Regions from separate parts of the Mus musculus genome. Here region 2 is linked to region 1. The links are chromatin contacts, called in public Hi-C maps. All regions are on one chromosome and are shown on one strand. The core of a region is the stretch at or near the end of the contact, and the rest is flanking DNA. Distances in the headings are between cores, read along the strand shown.

Region 1 (5,212 bases), core at 90-2,589:
AGCATTTGCTAATATCTGAAAATAAACAAGACTCAACCGAGAGGAGCCTCAGGACTGTTGAGCAGAGATCTACAGTGAAACATGCCTGCCTGGCTTAAAGAAATACGGAAGCTAAATGAGGGGAAGGACTGTGTGGTGGTTAGTGTCCTGTGGCTGATGTGGCTGGGTGATAACACTCTGTTATTTAATCACATATCGATTAGTCTGGGTGTCACTTGGACACATTTTGTAAAACATCTACAGTTGGTTAACTACATAAAAGGAGGTTGCTCTGAACAACAGCTACAGGCAACAGTTGAAATCTTTGAGAACGAGACACTGCGTTTTCTCAGAAAACACGCTTGTCTTGATGGTGAGCCTGGAGCCTATGGGCCTGCCTTACATCTTCCTATCACCACAGTCCCATCAGACAATGCATGCGAATTGTTGTTTAAATTCCTTCCCTTGAGGAAGTATAAAGCCAGTCTACCCCTCTTTCTGAGGTCCCTACAACAAACTAACAAACCCAGAGGAGTGATTCCACCATGGGAAGTCAATTAGTTTATTAGGCTGTCCTGTAGCGCTTGGGTGAAAAGATACTCACAGGGCTGTGAGCATCCTTCTTCATTCTACAGCACTCGAAAAGCCTTACCCAACAGGGCTAAGCCTATTGATGAGCCCTGCCAACTCTTTTCTTGCCTTGACATATTCAAGCCTCTTCCCCAGGACAGGTGCAGAGTTTCCAGGGAGCAGGGAACAGGCATATACTCAAGAGTGAATCTTGTGTCCTAATCTTTCCACCATGTAAACCATTGATAAACTAGCTGGAATGATCTTTTGCCGAACTCACCAAGATGGCAGCTGTTTGGTTCACAGAACAATCACTCACTTGGCAAGAATAAATAAATTAGGCATATAGTATGTACAATTTCAAGAAATACACATTTATAACATAATGACTATATCCCTACATGTAAACATGTAGTTTCTAGACAACACTGAAGGAGTTGAACATGTTGATCAGTATGGACGGATAGGAAATGAAGGACAGAATTGAAGGAGAGAGCCAGAAGCCTCACTGTCTAAACCACAGGAGACAGGGGCTGGAAACTCAGCACAGCTGTTTCTCTGTATTCCTTGGAAACTGCAAAAAGCTGGAAAGTTTCCCACCTCCCCAGGTCTTCGCTGGAGTTGGGCTGCCGCTCGTCTCGTGGGCTGCCGCTCATCTCATGGGCTGCCGCTCGTCTCCTGGGCTGATCCTTGAGGATGCAGACTTTAACAACCAGGCGCTAAAGGGGAGGGAAGGGCAGGAGGGGCACCAGAAACCCACGCAACCCACAGCAACCCACAGCATCCTGCACCACCACAGCCTTGGAACTGTCTGCGTGGGTGTTCTGGCACTCCTAATTAGTACAGGCTCCCTCTGAGGCTGGAGAGTTTCTTTGATTAATGCCTTCATTAAAAGGTCTCCCCTAATCAATCAGCTATGGCATATGCTTAGAGAAAGAAGGTTCTTCGGGGTTCCATTACAGGCCTTGTGTCTGTGAATGAAGAGTTTACCGCTGAGGTGCGTATTAGTGGGTCTTCTTGCAGACACTGCTTGCCCTTCACCCATCCCTCCCACTTTCCTGTGCCCCCCTTCCCCTTCCTGCCCCTCCTTCCCATGCCACAGGCATTTTTATGACAGAATAAAATTTAAACCCTGTGTGGCACATTTTTTTCTCAGGAAAGTTTTCAGTTACCTCAATAATTAGCTCATTTGGGACAGGAGGTGCTATCCCTGACACTCCCTCACTGCTATGACAGCTACATTAATTATTCTCTACCTCAGCTTGAGTTTTTAAGCCTGCGTTCACATTGTTATTTGCCCTGTGCCTACTATGTGCCAGTCTCTGGGCTTGATGCTGAACCCAAAGATGATGGAGACAACAATAGGACCATATTTTATTCACCACCAAACCTGGACATTTTAAACATATGCTGGAAAAGGTGAACAACATGGGGGGCGGGGCAGGAAACAAAGAGGTTAATGGGCTTAAGATCAAAGTACGATGTAACTATGTCAGGTGGTTACCAATATGGTGGAGGGGCAGGTTCTTGTGCCTGATGGCTGAAGCCATCTTCTGGGACACCTGGCAGCCATTGTGACCAAATGGATACTGTCAGTCCAGGAGGGAGTGCATGCACACTGCGAAGGAATCAATATTTCTGGAAGTTTTCACAGAAACAAATTAAGTTAGCTGACCTTTCTCTGAAAGTGGATGAACACCAACCCTTCCTGAGGTCCCAGCTACTTCTGAACCCCAGAAGCAACTCCTGTCACACGGTGTGAAGTAAGATGCCCAACAATTCCAAGTGAGACCAGGCTGCCACGGAATGCCTCGCAGAGTTGCTTGGGATCCCTCAATGCTACGATAGGAGAAAATCAGATGGTGGTCCCTTCTGTTGTGTTTTATAAAAATATAAGGAGAGAAGGAGTTTGTTTGGTGGCTGTGCAGTCAGGTATGGGGAAAGGGGGTGCCTCTGTGGACCCATGCTGAAACATTTCTTCCCTCTGAAGGACCGGCCACACAATGGTATAGTATAGAATAGAGTTTATTCAGGGCATGGGGAGGAGAGTTGAGGTAGTAGAAAGAGAGAAAGTCAGAGAGAATAGAGGAGTAGAGGCCAGCAATGAGCACGTGGAGAGAGGGGGGAAGGAAGGGAATGGGGAGAGGGGAGTAAGGATTGGGAACAGGAGCAGGAAGGCAGGAGAGAGAAGAGGAGGCAAGCAGCCCCTTTTATAATGAGTCAGGCACACCTGGCTATTGCCAGGTAACTGTGGGGCAGAGCCTAGACTAAATGCCAACACCTTCTACCCTCAAGGTTGTGTGGCCAAAGTCTACTGGGAAGTTTGTACATTCGGGTAGTCTGGATGCTGAAGTACCAGGAGGTGACCGAGAGTCTGGAGGAAAAGCAGAAACTGAGAATCAGGAGCTGCTATTGGAGGAAGCTGCTTAAGAGGCTTTGGAAACAGGCAGAAAAGAACATGGGGGCGGGGGGTGGGGAGTCAGCAGCTTCACAGACGTTCTCAGGACCAAAAGATCCTTACTGTGGGCCCAATAATGACTGTTTGTGCCTCAAAAAAAATTAAATGAAACTAACATACACAAATAAACAACTTTTTAAAGAGTGAGTTGTGGCAAGAAGACCTTCACCATACATGGGATGTTGGCTGGCATCTTGGTGTTCAACTTCTCAGCTCCCTGAATGATCCTGGCCATAAGACTACCATTACCATGTTAGTGATGTCAACTTCTTCACATCACATCAGATCAAGAGATTCCACATCTGAGTGAGGCAGAGGATGTGTGTCTTAAGAGACTGGCTGTTTTGCTTGGCGGGCTGATGTCCTGTTTCATCCCACTTTCCTGCAAGCAACAGGATTTTGTTCTTAAGGCCAGTGAGTACTTCACTGCATGCGTGTGTTGCATCTTACTAGCTAGTCGATGGTATTGAGTTACCTGTATGGGTTCCCTATGAATGCACTATTATGAATGGTGCCACAGTAGACATGTATATGCAGGCTATACTATATAAGTAAAGGTTGAAAATAGAGTTAGTCTTCAAAAAGTTTAACAAACAGTCCAAAGTGTTCTGCAGGAAAGAGGCACTGTGGTAGTTCTGGGAGGGGATATCATATCCAAGTGGCATGGAAGTTAAGGAAAGTGGGATTGATTTTTTTTTTTTCGGTTTAATATTGCAAACTTCTTTTCTGCCACAGGCAGAAGCCAAGCCAGTCTATGACAGTGGCAGAGCAGAGTTATGCTCACGGACGTAGCTCCTTCCCTCTCCCCCAAGGGAACCAGAGCAGCATCACTTGCTCTTCTCTAGCCAGGAGGAAAGCAAGCAGCCCTCCCTTCCCTGACAGCGTCTGCAAAATTCACCGTAGAGTCTGATTCTAAACAAACCAATATATGGCTAGTGCCTGAGAAGTATTGAGTCCTATTTATCAGAGACTCTTTGCAGCAACTGCATGAGACAGATGACAATGTCATTGCCATCTTAGAGACAGGAAAACAAAGCACGAAGGGCCATGACTCACCTAGGGCTGTGTGATTAGTGAGAACAAAGATGAGACCCAGGCTGCTCGGCTCCAAAGCCCATGATAACAACCACTGTGCCACACTACTTCATACCATCCCCACAGTGATGCTCTCAACATTTGCTTAAATGCCTCAAGCCGTAGCCCAAGCTGATTGAGTGAGTGAGTGAGTGATTAATTGACTGATTGATTGATTTTACACTCCAGATTTTACTCCCCTCCTGGTCCACCCTCCGACTGTTCCAAATCCTGTACTTCCTTCACGAAGATGTCCCCACCGCCCACCACTCACTCCATCAGACCTCTAAACTCCTATTCTTAAACACATAACAGAATGATAGACTGAAGAATTGATTATGTCATCTTTTAACTGGATTCCTGGACAACAGAGTTACAGATGTCTTTAAACTACCTGGGGAACACCGTTTCTGTTGCTCTGAATATTTGATTTTTTTTCTTGCCCTCTGCATATACCACGAGTCTTGGGTGAAAGGGGAGAACAGCTCGTCCCTGTATTCATAATTCTTTCTAGAAGCTAACTTCCCAGTCTCCTTGGGTCGGAACAAAGGCAGCAAAGTAGATCCAGCTGTCTCAGAATTTCAGCGGGCTGAGCAAGGTCTGCATGGGTGAGCTACACTTGGTAACAGGGATGTGTGTCAGTGGCTCCCACAACCCCAGCATTCCATATAGTAGGACCTTGCTGCTCTCTTTTATGTCTGGTCCTTTGATGTGCAGTTGCTTCCCCTCAGCAGCTATGTAAGCCACCTTCCAGCGCCTCAGTCTGACTCCACCCTGCCTTAGTTTCTCTAAACAAAGCTGATGTTGACTTGCTGGCAAAGCCTCTCTGATGCAAAGCTCTTGGCTGCCTGTGCCAACTCAAGAAGCTCACAGAGCTTCCCGCCTTCACCTCTTCTCCTTGTGAGAAAGAAGAGCCTCATTCTTCCCTGTGTGTCCTGGCTTCACCCTTCCAGGCTCATTCTAACACTTGCCCTTACCCACTCCATCCTCATCTGATTCCTCAGTTTCTCTCTCTCTCTCTCTCTCTCTCTCTCTCTCTCTCTCTCTCTCTCTCTCTCTCTCTCTCTCTCTCCTCTCTCCTGTCCCCTTTCTCCTCTCTCCCTCTCCTCCTCTCTCTCCCTCTCTCTTTGT
Region 2 (5,076 bases), core at 2,564-5,063, 120 kb before region 1:
GTGCAACTTATCTCTATTTATCTCTGAACTGTCTGGAAAGAGAGAGTTTTGCATTTATAAAATTATTTTTCTCAAGGGCTCATGTCACCTGACACCAAACTGTAATAGTTACACTGCTGCAGGAAATATTAAAAAGAAACCGGATTGTTATTATGGCCGACCTGCTATCTCATGGAGACTCTGACTCAGAACTCCAACATCTCTCTACCCAGCTTGCTTGGTTCGTACTGGCAGGTCGTTACCATGCCAGCCCCATGCTCCAAAGCCCCCACGGCCTTTGTGGTGCACTTTGGGCAAACCCACGTGTTCTCTCTGGAATCCAGTGGACTTACTGGGGGAAGAAAAACACCACACAAACTTAGCTCAGAAACAATGGTAACTCAATCTCTAGGCGCAACAACTAAAACCTAATCTTGTAAGCCTTGTTAAATCTGATTCCTCCGGTGGTGAATCCTGACAGATCTGCCATGACACCAGGAAACTTTAGCATCTTGCCGTTATGCTTTTCCAGTTCCAAAAAGCCTCTAACCCACTCATCCTTCTTCTCTTCCGCAGTCCAACCCGGAAGTCCCGCCTACTCACTCAGTGATTGGCTCCTTTATTCATTTGAAGGGGGTTTGTTCACAAGAAGTCATCTGAGTGACTCACTCCATGTCCACACTCCCTCCCAAGTGAGCAGAATTAGCATCAAAATAAAACAGCACCAGGCCCATCCACAATATTACCACCTTCTTGAGGAGGGAGGGTAGGAAGTAGAAAGTGTTCAGAGTGCCGTGAGAGATAGAGATTGTTGTGGTTGCCCTGCCGCAGACAGACTTAGCAGAAGGTGAGCACGGTTCTCCGAGGCTCAGCATGTGTGGTAAGCAAAATGGAAGAAGTTAGAAGGACGTCCAGGAGGGCCTCAAACCTCAGTGCCAGGAGTGGGGATCCCCCTGGAGGCAATGATTTCTATGTGAACTATTGAATGGAGACGATTATATGATCAGATGCATATTTCCAAGTTGATCGAGACTATAGAGTGTAAGGTAAATATGAAGGGTCGCGGCTAGTAGTGCTGATGGGGCAACTGGTGGAGGGAAGGCCAGTTAGGAAGCTTGAAAAATGTTTACAAGAGACACATTATGATCCTGAGTTAGAGTGGGAGCTCAACTTGATGATAAGAGAAACTATGAAGAAACATACAAAGGACACTTAAACAACACACAAAGATAGTAGTTACTGGCAACATCAGAAGAGAGAATCGGGAACTGTCAGCTTAGGAGTTATTTGCATAAAGCTGAAGATTATAATTGACGTTGCATATCCATTCAGTGCTCACTAAGTGTTTTTGCAAGCATTTACTTTATTTCAGGCTGTTTTCAGGGCAAACCAAGACAGGAAAACATTGTCCCTGATGTTAAGAAAAGTTCTTTAGCAACAAAGGCGAGGGCTTTTTAACAAGGGACCAACAGGCAGGCAAACTACCGACAGATAATAAGGTAATTGCTCTAATGGAAAACAAGCAAGCATATAATACGTCTTGTTAAAGAATTATTTAGGAGTATGACTGCCCCTTTGTCCTGTGGCTTCTTAGAAGTCAGGGTGCATGCTTTTGCCTTAGTCCTATGAAGTTGTCACAAGTGTACAGAAGGTCTGTGCTATAACTCACTGAGAGAACACTTGCCTGACGGGCAGAGTGCTCTGGATACAAGAAAAAAAAAAAAAGTCTGGCCTCCTTTTACTCCTTTTAAGAGAAGAAAATGGGGATTGCCCACAAAGACATAGCATTAGATGAGCTTAGGCTGAGGCTCTGGAGGAATGGAGAGAACATCTTCAGAGCATCTTCTGTACTCACTACACGCAGCAGGACTCCTTCCTGCCTGGGGCTCCTTTCTCCTCTTGTGGCAATCTAAGAACACAGTTTTCTGCTGAAGCAGAACTCTTGGTAGAAACCCAACGTTGACATCTGTTTCCCCGTGACTCCTGCTGTCAAATGTTGCTTAGCCAATGGTTTATTTTTTTCCCAAGGCATGGCATTGGTTCGTCAATTTATCCAAAAGTTTTCCTGAGTAAGAGATGCAGAGCCAGGGTAAATGAGAGAGTGGGAGGGATGAGTCCCCATCAGCAATCAAAGCAGATGGTGATATGTACTGCCTCAAAGCTGAGTAGATACAAAATATTCCTGCTCAATCTCCTTTTGACCTTGTCTCCTCAGATAGTATATTTTCTAGAATGCTATTGGATTGGGGAAAAAATACCCCCAAGCCCCTCATCATTACATTGCTAATGTTCCAGGAAACATCTGCCTTTCTTTAATTCGATATGGTTTGAGCAAATCTCAGTCCTTGAGACTTAAATCTTCACACCCAGTCCACCGTTACTGTGGCAGTTCTAAGCCTGGCTTACAGGTCAACAAGAGATGCATCATGGCGCCGATTGGAATTGATTGAGATGGAGTCAGATGGCTGTCGGGAGGGGGAGTAGGGTTGCCCTATGTGACAGTGGTAAGATTAGCCTCCAGAGTCCCTGGCACAGCCTACTCTTTGGGAGAGAGCACTTGGAGGTCTGAGCTTGGCTCTAGGAATGCAGTGGAGGTGGGCCGGAATCATGATCCCAGTGTAGTGTAGATCTTACACAGCTCTCTGGGCCGCTCTGAGCCAGGGGGAAAGCAGAGAGCTAGGCTTAGTGTTTGTATTCCCCACGGCTGCCATTATGTACCACAAAGTTAGAGAGGTTAGGATGGAGACACGAATTTGAGGAGAAGGGTACTACTCAGTTTACTACAGCCAGTAAACTGCGTTTCGGTAAGCAGAGAGCCAGGGAGCTCTGTGATGAGCTTGTCCTAAAAGGGTGGAAGAGAAGAGGTCAGAACCAGGTCCCAAAGTGGTGGACTGGCTGCTGCCAGAGACCCCATCAGGACTGAGTAGCTGCAGGGGAAGCTTTGAGCCTGGAACTCCAGTGGCCCAGCTTTCTGCAGTGTGGGGGATTCAGCCCCCGCAGTCACACATTTCTTCATTGAAGATTAAACTGGAAGCATCCTAATCCATTGTAAATGCTTAAAAGAAGCTATTTGAGAACTATATGCTAGCGAGCACTAGCGAGAGAGGGTTGCAGGTCAGGAAGGGTCCTTGGTTCTTAGGATGGGGCAAGACTGCGAGCTCTGAAAGCGCCGGTTAGGCAGTGGAAAGAAGAGCCACAAGGGGGCGCGCCCAATACACAAGATCCCTTTCCCTCCTCCAGAGATGTGAGCTCTGTGGATCTCAAGGTGAGAAGGCAGCAGCTTCTTCGAAATGTGTCATTGACTGTAAACAGGTCTGTACTGGAGCGTTCAAACCTAATGCAGGAGGAGACTGAGTTCCAGAACGATCGATTACCTTTTAAGTTTGTTCTCCTTTCCAGTTCTCGTTCTTAGGAAACTTTCTGGCATCAATTAGGCGGCATTCCTGAAGGACATGTGCTTCTTCTGTCTTGGCCGTCCCTGTGCAAAGAGCCCTAAACCTATTTGGGAAGGCCAGAGGGAATAACACTGCATTTAGAAATGGTTGGTTGTCCCTTTTAGTAATCTTTTTATTTCATGGTTCAGTGAAAAAGAAAATTCGCGTTATTGGTTAAACCTTGTTTGGCTGCCTAGCACAGACTATGACTCGAAGTGTTCAAAAACTGCAAGTTTGAAGGAAGAATTGATGTTGCGTGTTTCTGTGTGCCTCCTGCATCGAGCACCTTGCCTATGACATTGAGAACGTTTTAAAGTGAAACAATGAAGAAAACCTGCCCTGGGCTTTTAAGACGGCTGTCTGCTATCGGTGGAGCCAGCAGAGGGCAGAGGAGCTCAGTTTAACAGTTGGATCCTCTCCTCTGAGAGCAGCCCGAGACAGCACAGCAGGTCTGGCTGGATTTATGAGATTAGGAAACACCCAAAAGGACACAGACACAGCAGGAAAGCCTGGAGGAGCAATTTCCACATCTCTGCCCGTTAATCACCAAAGCTTCTCCCATCGGGTAATACCCTTGTCAGGAAACTAGGCTCTGCTCTAGGCAGCTGTGGGTCCGCAGAGAAAAGAACGGGAGCTACCATGAGCGCATCTTGGTCCTCGACCACTCGGGAAGGGAGCCAAGGATGAGTGCAGTACTTGTCACCAGGAAAGACTGCAGAGCCCAGTGATATCAGGTTCTGAATAGCGAAAGCCAGGCAGCCCCCAGAGGCTTGCTTGGTTTCAGTTTTCCTGTATGTAAATCGAGGTGCTTTTTAAGGCTCTGGTCTATAGGCTAGGGCACATTTCTGACCCCATCCCTGCCTCTGCCCTCAACTCTTAGAGAAAGAAGTATTGAGAAATCCAATGAGCAGGCACTCTGGACTCACAAAGTCACACCCATGAGAGAAAGGGAGAAAGAGCAGAGATGTGATGGAGAGAGGAAGAGACAAGGAGATTCAGGAAAGCAGCAAGCAAGCTGGGAGAAGAGATTGCCAGGGAAAACAGCAAGGAGGCAGAGGTGGCCATGAAGAGGAGGAAAGCACAGGGAGGAAAAGACAAACATGGATGAGAGAAGGGAGCAAGCAGAGGAAGACAGCCCAGCCGGGCAGGGGACAGGGCTGGGCAGTGGCCTGTGACCACAGATTTCCAGGGTGGCGAAATCCCCGCTTGATGACAAGCTTTGAATGCGAGCCAGACTTATATCAGGGCTGCCACTGTGGTGCCCAGACAGTCCCCTCGTGAAGCCAAGATCAAGAATCAGGCTCAGATTTGAATGTGAGAAAGCTAAAGCTGATTTAATTGGGCCCTTTGTGTTCATATGGCTTCTATCAGTCTGTCTCAGTGTGGAGGACTCCAAATCACGGTGAGGATGTTGTCTGGCAACTGTGCGGAGGAGGAGGAGGAGGAGGAGGAGGAGGAGGAGGAGGAGGAGGAGGAGGAAGCAGTGATACCTAGTGGGATTCTTCAGACCCACTGATGGAAGGCTCTGGCTAAGACTATTCCTCCTTGCTGACTGCACTGGGAAAATTCTTGGAATACCTCAGTGTTAAGCCTCTGAAAGTAGCAAGGCAGGTGGGAAGGCTCTACCACATGTCAGGGAGACACAGACCTTGGCTTGGTTTCA

The links. A called contact is a pair of places that touch in the nucleus more often than the background predicts.
Region 2: a Hi-C map of the HPC-7 cell line shows a contact between it and region 1, with 6 times the contacts expected there. The contact joins two enhancer-like sites. A contact is called at or near these places in 7 of 39 promoter capture datasets (3T3-L1-derived adipocytes, the HPC-7 cell line, cranial neural crest and 4 more), 1 of 15 datasets of contacts at CTCF or cohesin (CD8 T cells), 11 of 484 Hi-C or Micro-C datasets (the HPC-7 cell line, cortical neurons, cumulus cells and 6 more), 1 of 115 datasets of contacts at active chromatin or transcription factors (neural tube) and 1 of 9 other capture datasets (embryonic stem cells).

What each region holds. Positions count from the first base shown.
Region 1 is chr16:23,776,973-23,782,184 of GRCm38.p6, reverse strand. No RefSeq gene overlaps it. Among named protein-coding and RNA genes, the nearest start is that of Gm31430, 67 kb to the left of the region's middle. Within about 2 kb of position 1,339, at least 6 of the 459 cell types and tissues checked have an H3K27ac peak or open chromatin away from gene starts, as enhancers often do. A contact at or near this core is called in the HPC-7 cell line, where this site is marked.
Region 2 is chr16:23,897,163-23,902,238 of GRCm38.p6, reverse strand. No RefSeq gene overlaps it. Among named protein-coding and RNA genes, the nearest start is that of Sst, 8.9 kb to the right of the region's middle. Within about 2 kb of position 3,813, at least 58 of the 459 cell types and tissues checked have an H3K27ac peak or open chromatin away from gene starts, as enhancers often do. A contact at or near this core is called in the HPC-7 cell line, where this site is marked.